2 separate regions of the Drosophila melanogaster genome follow, and region 1 is linked to region 2. Evidence: chromatin contacts called from public Hi-C data. All regions are on one chromosome and are shown on one strand. The core of a region is the stretch at or near the end of the contact, and the rest is flanking DNA. Distances in the headings are between cores, read along the strand shown.

Region 1 (4,617 bases), core at 1,619-4,118, 83 kb before region 2:
AGATAGCGCTCCATAAATGCAATTAACAATACAACTTGCAGATACATGGACAAGCGCATGATGCTGAAACTGAACGGCGGACGCGCGGTGACCGGTATTTTGCGAGGCTTCGATCCCTTCATGAACGTGGTCCTGGACGACACGGTGGAGGAGTGCAAGGACAACACGAAGAACAACATCGGCATGGTGGTAAGATGCGCAGCATACCCTGCCATAAACTATCGACTCACTCGTTTTTCCCACCTGGCCAGGTTATCCGCGGCAACAGCATCGTCATGGTGGAGGCCCTGGACAGGGTCTAGCACCCGCCTCGGAACCCGATCTCGTCGAGCATCGTTAGCCGTAGTGCTTAGTCTTAAGGCTCCGTAACATTCATAGTCAGAAGAAACACACAAACTCTTGAATAAATTCTATAACAAAGATACCCCTTTTTGAACTGACAATTTATATGAGCAGTTTGGAAAATAAGTCGAAAATATTTAATAATATTGCGTACTTTGTGGATTTACTGCATTGGGAACTTGAGTCGGAAGATTGCCACTTTAAATGACGTCGCCAAGACTAGCAAATGTATTTTCCAAGAAATGCAAACACAGATAGCTTTACACATAATTGGTTTCCAAATCAATTTTTGTGCCTTTGATTTTATACAAATGCTTGGCTTCTTGATTTCTTTGTTAATTTAACTTATTTTCGGCTATTAGTGCCTTACTTGTTGAAAGATTTTGGCCATCTCCTTTTGAATTTGTATAACAATGTTCGATCGACAAAATAAAAGGCTACGTCTTTTTAGTCTTCAATCAATGCAAGAAGTTTACTTCAAGTATATCAGAAAGTTCTTTATCCGCAGATTTTATTTGTCGAAATGGAATAGAAAACAAGACACAATATATATTGAAGCAAGGCAGCTCCACCATTTCACCAAAAAGGGAATGATTTAAATCTAAAGATTAACCTTACCAAGTCCGCATGACTAAATTTCAATGAACTATGCTGTCGCACATGAGCAGTGTGTATAGATATAAAATGTTTATTTCTGCAAGGCAAGCAACCACTTAGCACATGGATTGTTAATGAAACTATGCACCTTCTAAGGGCAGAATACCAAACTGATACTGATAGTTTAGCAATAGAAGGAAAGCCATTAACAATGTGAAGGCTCGGTAAAAGTATAAATTGGCTAGTTAATTACGCCAAATGTAGCTGTTGTCCACATTGTTCTTCGCACATGCATATTACTAATATGAGCAGCATCCTGATAAATCTACCACTTTTTTACATTGCCAAGAGGAGCTATTCTATTCCCCTGTTTACAGACCGCATAAAAAATGTTTCTAGCATTCGAAGAACGCATGTTTCGTAGACTTTTACAAATTGTGGTTGGTTTTATTTTCTCATCTCTCTCGTGCAAACAAAAAGCGCTTACAATAGAAGTCTAAAAATGCGTTTTTTAGAATTCGAAGGGGCGCCGTGTGATTACTTGGAAATAACAATGGGCCCGGTCTGCTTGGCGGCATCGCGCTGCTTGAACACGATCTGGTTAGCAATACGGTCCAGATCACGCTGTCCAATGGAGCTCAGTTTGCGACCACCGTCCGGGTGCTTCTCGACCAAACGGGCGTGCTCCAAGGCCTGCAGAGCCTTGCGGGCAGCACCGTCGGCGGCGCGGCAGAAGTGCGAGGGGTGGACACCGTTGCGCTTGCGTCCGCCGTAGATCTTGGTGATCGAACCGACTCCAGCGGGACTGCGGTGGTACAGATGGCGCAGGATCGAGGCGCAACGCACATAGAACCAGTCGGGATCGTAGGGCGCCAGCTCCTTGAATTTGGCGGTCTTGACGATGTCCATCTGGTCGGGCACCTTCAACTTGCCAGTCCTATTTGGTTTTTTTCGTGTTTTTTTTTTTTTTTTTGGGGGGGGATAAACAAATGGATTGTGAGGTTATGTGGTGGAAATATACTTGATGTTCAGTACTCACTTCTTCAAGAAGACGGCGACCGCCTTGGTAACCGCGTGCTGGTCAATATCCTTCACTGTGACGCCTGGCATCTGCGGGCAGAACGGGAAAAACAAATGGGGAATCTATTACAATGCTGCCAAAAACACGTTGTCGCGATTTCCACGATTCTCTCACAGACACACTCTTTCTCTCTCTCTCTCTCCCTCGCACACACACATGCACGGGCACAACAAAAAATTGCCAGCCGAAGTTTTAACCCGAAAAAAGCTGTCCTTTCGTGTTTACGGCCGGCCCATTGTGTCATTTGCCACTTGGCGTGGGCTCTTTCATTGAATTTCACCCATTCAAAACATAAAAAAAAAGATAATTCACTTGAAAAGAATTCGTGCACAACCTTTCTCGTTAAAGTCAACCGGAAAAAAGAACAAGGCGCGTGAAGTTGGCTGCGGTTAATAGTGCTGGGCCTGCCACCAGCAATAGTATCGATTAATCGAATGCCGGCGCGGCGAACTATCGAAGATTCGGTTAATGATACTCTAACACGTATGTGTTCAATTTATAGTTATTTTTAAAAATATTTAAATTAATGAGCACACCAAGATTATATTATATATTACTTGGCATTTGAAGACCTTGTCTAAACATGCATTTTCGTATTAGTATATTTTCAATGTGGGCAAAGAATGCGTAGTACAATTCATATTTTGCTGTATCACTTTATTCATAAATAACTGCTTTTTATTTTGTTAGCAACCGATTTACATAACTATTCATGAAGCTAGTTTCTGAGTCTATCGAATAACAAGCGGCCCATCGATGACGCAGACAACCGATATTGCCGCAGCACCATCGCCATTTGGAGCGCCACCTGTTGGCCCTGGTATATTCTGGTATTTTCATCGGCGCCTAGTGACTTCGATACTTCAACTTCGATATGTAAACACAATTGCCATCTCTACCAGCACCGAGCCGAAATAAAATAAGTGCAACGCGCAGCGTCTAATTGAAACCAAATTGATCTATTTGGCCGCGGCCGAAACTGGACATTCGCAATTTGGGCGGTCAGCCGCCCCCGTCCCGTCCCGCCCCCCCGTGCGTTTCCCCCGCTGCCGACGGACAGTACGTCGGTGTGACGCACATCGGTGTGTGCGCGCGTGTGTGTGTGTCTGTGAAGCGCCTTGTTATTGTTGTTGTAGCGCTTGCTACGTTCGCCGTTCGCAGTGCACTGGTGTGCGTGCGCTCGTGTAAGTGTGTGTGCACAGAGGTATCGTTGGAATTAACAAAAAAATAGAAGAAGGAAAAAGCTACTTGATTGGGGCACACAAAAACCAACAACTCAAAAGGCCGAGAAACAAAAGCCCACCTTCAACACCACCAATCCGCCGCATTCGACACATTTTGGCCAGGTTTTTGGCCACAAGTGTTGACACAACTGTTGCATGCCAAGCGGACTGCGGACAATAATCCCCGTTCCCTTGTTTACCCAACAATCCATCGTGGTCAACGTGATCATCCTGGTCATTACGATCCCATTTGCACAGGAAGTAAACTAGATTGATAGCATTTTCCGGGAATCGATAGCACACCTGCCTGCCGTGTGGGAAACGCACCTGGGAACGCCCGGGTGCTCGGCTGCGTCCGCATGTGGCGTTGGCGGCACTCCACCAAAAGAAGCCAGCGCCAAGTGCCCAATCCCCATACCCATACCCATTCCCATTCCCATCCCCATCCGTATTCGATTGGCGTTCAGTGGCAGCAGTTAGCCAGAAATCCAACGAAACACTCGTGACCTCATCGCCAGCAAACAGCAAACAACTAGCGCTTGACGCGTGCCTCCTCTCCTCATTACTATTAGCATTCCCAGCATAGACAGACGTCCAACAACTCCTGGCAGGTAAATGTACAATATAAATATGTGTACCCCGAAGAGAACTCTGTTAAACCCTTGCTTCGCTTTCAGTTGCAGCACAGGAGCAGCAGTTGACCAACAGGAAGCAGCAGCTGGAGCAGCAGTATCAGCTTGTTATCTTGCATTTGCATGCCAGCTGGACGAGAAACTGTGACCAAGCAGCGCAGCATGGATGTGGAACGAAGGCGCCGGTGAGTGCACGAGATGGCGGCCCAAAAGCGACTGCTCCACTCAATTAATTGTCACCTGAATGGCAGCATCAGCAGCAGCAGCAGCAGCAATAGCAATAGTAGAAGTCGAAGTAGAAGTAGAAGTGGCAGTAGCCATCGCACAGATACGTGCGATTTGTACAGACAGATTTGTGATTTGTTCAACTGACCAAGCCAAGCAGGCAGCTAAGCAGCTAACCAGCTAACCACCTAACCAGCCAACTAGCCAGCTAGCACAATTCAGCGCAAGCCAAACGGGCCTGGCCAAAACAAATCAAAAAGTAATACACCGCTGGCAAACACCTTCCATATCTCATGTTCAAAGCGACAGCGCGGCAATCAAATTGACAAGCGAGTGAACAAAACGGGGGGCGACTTTATAATAAATTTGCCATTTTCGCATTAAAATTTGTAACCAAACCAAAAAGAAAAAAAACCAAAACGAAAACGAAAAGCGAACTAAAACGAACGCACAGTGGCTGATGCCGCCGTTTGTCAGTTGCAGGCGTCGCGTTGCATCGGCTGCATCGTTTGCATCG
Region 2 (4,431 bases), core at 150-2,649:
CAGAAAATCAATCGGCATTTATGTTCGAAAATCGCCGCAAATATTTTCAACAAGTATGGGTTTTTACGGATTTAAAATAATGAAATTGAAAACTAAATTCCATATTGTTAGGCTATAAACAAATGTTTCTATTGATGGACAACATTTCAGGTATAATTTTTGAAAAACAACAAATATTTATTTCAATTGTTAATACCAAAATACGCATAGGTCAACAATTAAGTTTTAATTTTTTTTTTTTAATATAGTTTAATTATCAAAGAACTATACATTTTAAGCCATTAAACGTAGGCAATATTCAGATAATTTTCTGAAATAAATTAATTGTAAATTTTGGATTCTCTTAGGGCGATTTGCATTCCGAGTGTATCAAGAGCCATGGTAAATAATAAAGCTAAGAAGTATTAATAATTCTACACTATGTATGACTAACAATACATTTGCTTAGTTCCCTCGATAAAGAAAGTACATAACTATTGCATGAGGCATAGGCAAAACTTCCTGGCACATAGTAAAAGTAAATAATTGAATAGAACGGCTGAGGAGGAGATGAGTAGATTTTGATAATATGTACGTCAAGACCATGCCAACATACTTATGGGAACTATTTAAAAAGCATTAAAACGTTCAATATAACACATAATACCCAGACAAAAGCAGAATCAAAAAATGCGGGAACGAGACGGCTGCATGGTATATACATACATATATAAGACATTTCGCCTCTTAAAGCAATTATAAAGATAACAAATGAGTAACGTTTATTATATTATTAAATTATACATACATATACATACTATATAAACGGAATAAAATAAATCAGCAACAAACTTTCCATTTTATGGCGTTCGATCACTTAACTTTTTATCCTTGGGAGCAGTATTGTCAAGTTATCATTTTTCTTCTTAATTGCTTAAATTACAATTCTTTAAATACATGCATGTATTCAATGATGGCGCCAAATTTTGAACCTGTTTTAAGTCTTAATTCAAGAATATTTTTCCAAGTATGAGAGTGAACGAGAGGCAAGAGCGCAAACGAAAAATACCAGAAATCAATGTGAGTATTTTGAAATTTCAGCAATTGCCGAATTGGTTTTTCAAATAGATGTGATTAGTTGTTAAATTGCCAAATCTTTAATCCAATAATTTAATTAATAAAGTCTTAATTGAATTGAAATTGTTTTGTGTAAATCCTGTGCAAGTAACATATATTACTAATAAACTTGTATTTTTTAATCTTTTTTAAATTGTTAAAAGTGGCACACAGACTAGTAAACTTAATTAACAAATTTGTAAAATAATAAAAAAATATAATTGGATCTAGTATCTAAACGGTTCTGGTATTTATTTTCGGTGTTTTGTACGCTTCAGTCCAACGCCGATAGTATCGAATATGCATCTATTTTTATTCAACTCTGGGGAGTAACGAGGGAGTTTTTGTACAGCAGTATAACTAAATTATAAGTATAAATAGTCGATAGCGGCAAACTGTTTCGGCCTAAATTTAATTGCGAGTCTAAATTAAGAGTTCAATTCCCAATAACCGCCAAACGAAGCGGCGATAAACGTAAGCGATAGAGTGGCGAAGAGAGCAAGGTTCCCGCCCGCGTGTTGTGAGAGTGTGCGAGTGGAAGAGGAAAGTGTATGATTAAGTACAATCGCTCTCCGGCGGTCCAAATACAAAAAAAGCCGAAAAGGAATCAATTAACAGTAGTGCTCAACAAACGGCCCAGGAAGTCAACAGGAAAGGCGATTGATGTGCAATATTTTGTTTGGTTTTATCGAGCAGAGGCGCTGCGAGCTGTGATTTCAAACCGAATCACAACCAACACCCAAAAAGGCAACCTGGTCGCGTCATCAGTGGAAGTGGAAAGGCAGTTGCCACAGCAGAGGCAGAAGCAACGGGAGTAGCAGAAGCAGTGGTTTTCCAGAGATCCGGTTTTGAGTCCTTCAAGCATGGACAGCAAGGGTCGAAATGTTATCGTCTGTGATAACGGCACTGGGGTAAGATAACGGGAAAGTCACCACCCGCACCGCCCACATCACCCACAAGCGGTGAAAACAGAGCGCACACACCCACACCATCACCAACGACTGGTGTGTGACACACATTTCGAGTGTTGTTGGCTGCGCTTCTTTCGTTTTCTTCTTCTTGTGGACTAAGCAGCGCTTCTGCTGCTGCTGCTTATTTCACTGCTTGCTGGCCAGCGGGCGTTGACGTCGCGGTTAGTCAAGCAGTTGCAGCAGTTGCAATTACGCGATTGCCTCTTCCTCTCCTTTATATTCCGCTTCCCCACTCTTCTTCTTGCTCTCCGCTTGACTAATCAGTGGATTACTCACGATTCCAGCGTTACTCAGTATCTCCCACACCTACATATTTGTCGAAAGAGCGACACTGGCACACACCAACACTTCCATAAAATTTCCGACAATCAGTTCTTATCGCAGGCCCAGAATTTTTGTATTGTGATAACGGTCCGATTTCGATAAGCGTCCGATAAACCACAACAGTAAAAGCGCAAGCAAATGCTGCACCGAGAAAAATGATTTAGCTGGTCCTAAACCAAATAATCAAAACTAATTCAAAAATTTTTGTTTTGTGATAACGGTCCGAATTCGATAAGTCACAGCAGTAAAAACGCAAGGAAATGCTGCACCGGGAAAAATGATATAGCTGGTCTTAAACAAAATGATTAAAAATAATTATTTATTATTATTATGTGCAATTTTTAAGTACCTGTTGATACAAAAGCATTTTAAATTATCATATTACGTGTTAGGGCTTAACTCAAATAATAATATATGTACATATGTCGGCTGTCATATTATTTTAATGTGTTTCCACATACACCATAATATAAATATATGTATTTATGACATCTCCATTTATTTTTCAGTTCGTTAAGTGCGGATATGCCGGCAGCAATTTCCCCACCCACATTTTTCCCTCGATGGTGGGACGACCCATGATTCGGGCGGTCAACAAAATCGGCGATATCGAAGTCAAGGTATGATCCATCGTACTTACCAATTAAAGTATCTAAAATTAATTAACAATATGATGAGATAGTACAACCATATACACTACACAAATTCAATTGTGCACAGGCCATCAAATACACGAATATCCATATATTATATCATTTTTTTTTTCGATGTAACTACTCCATGACTAGTTAAACGGCAAGAAATACATTTAGCGCATAGAAGTTCACTATCCACCAAATTACCCACCATATTTTTTCACCCCTAACCCATCTGATTTTGGAGTGGAATTGCTCTATTTTCTATTCTGTCTATTAGTGTCGCATATCTACTTACTTCTATATAATTTGTTTTCGATCTACCCCATTCGCATATCGTTTCATTTACCATCTTGATTTCATCACTTCTGGGGGTCACTTATCCCAATATTGCATTTTTGCTTGAGTTGCATTGGTCTCGGTGTGTGGGCCCTCATATTATTATACACATGCATACAAAATATATAAATATATATTATGGTAAATATATCATGCTAAAAGTTGGTCCGTGGATATCTGATTTTAACCAAGGTTTAGGCATAGCTTAATAAACTGTGGATATGGAGGCTGAACCCCGCAGACATTAAGCTTTTTTTTTTTTTGAGTGCATCACTTGATTTTCGATATATAGATCTTACTTAGAAGTTCTTTACTTTAGACAGAAGAAACATCAAATTAAGAATCATTAAGAACACATCTTGAATAGCAATAAAAAAAAAAACGATACAGAAAATAAATATTTTTAAAATTGTAATCTTTCTGTTCTTTTTTAATATTCTTATACATTTTTCTGTTCTTTTTTTCACATATATTTTTAAAAACAAATGTTTTGCAGGATTTACATGTCGATGTAAGTCAAGTTTGTATAGTTAAAAAAAAAACCAAAATCCAAACTACCACTACCAGAAATCTAATCACCAAGTAAACATAAAATAATAAAAATTTGTATACGATTGACACAATACGAAAATACCAAAAACCAAAATAACACACGCTTGGCAAAATATTGCGAAATTTTTTTGAAGTTCAAGCTGCGCACTTAGGATTTAATTAATTAATTAACTTAACTGTTAACTGTTCACATTTTTCACTAGTTGTTTGCCTTGAATATTTTCCCAACTATATTCCGGCCCCGTCCAACTATCTTGTTGCTTCCTTTTGGCCATCATCTATAATTGTACTCCATCCACAAAATCGACAAAATCCACAATCGAAAAAAAAAAATTAAAAAAAAAAACAAATCTATTAATTCTCATATCGGATAAATCTGAGGCGTGTTTAAAACCGAATTCCAATCGAATCTGTTCAATTTAACGACAAATTTACGTAAATATAATTTTTGTTATTTAAGTTTTACTCCTATGTTTTCATACCATTTGTTTCCTAGCTTACACCCTTTGGTTTTT

The links. Hi-C and Micro-C count contacts between places; a contact is called where the count stands out from the background.
Region 1: a contact with region 2 is called in a Hi-C map of the Kc167 cell line, with 2.6 times the contacts expected there. The contact joins the promoter of Rok here to the promoter of Arp2 in region 2. A contact is called at or near these places in 6 of 107 Hi-C or Micro-C datasets (the D17-c3 cell line, the Kc167 cell line, the S2 cell line and 1 more).

Annotation. Positions count from the first base shown.
Region 1 is chrX:16,635,665-16,640,281 of dm6, reverse strand. Rok (Rho kinase) reads left to right here and starts at 2,868. Exons shown (of 11, transcript NM_001298407.1): 1 at 2,868-3,854; 2 at 3,921-4,060. The coding sequence starts at 3,999. It overlaps RpS19a (Ribosomal protein S19a), which reads right to left and starts at 2,388. Exons shown (of 3, transcript NM_001298409.1): 1 at 2,355-2,388; 2 at 1,979-2,049; 3 at 1,033-1,876. The coding sequence starts at 2,049. The coding sequence ends at 1,477. It overlaps SNRPG (Small nuclear ribonucleoprotein G), which reads left to right. Exons shown (of 3, transcript NM_132911.3): 2 at 42-189; 3 at 252-472. The coding sequence ends at 302.
Region 2 is chrX:16,550,919-16,555,349 of dm6, reverse strand. It overlaps Arp2 (Actin-related protein 2), which reads left to right and starts at 1,399. Exons shown (of 7, transcript NM_001103531.2): 1 at 1,399-1,569; 2 at 1,792-2,006; 3 at 2,900-3,010. The coding sequence starts at 1,959. Pp2B-14D (Protein phosphatase 2B at 14D) reads left to right here. Exons shown (of 1, transcript NM_001258786.3): 1 at 1-723.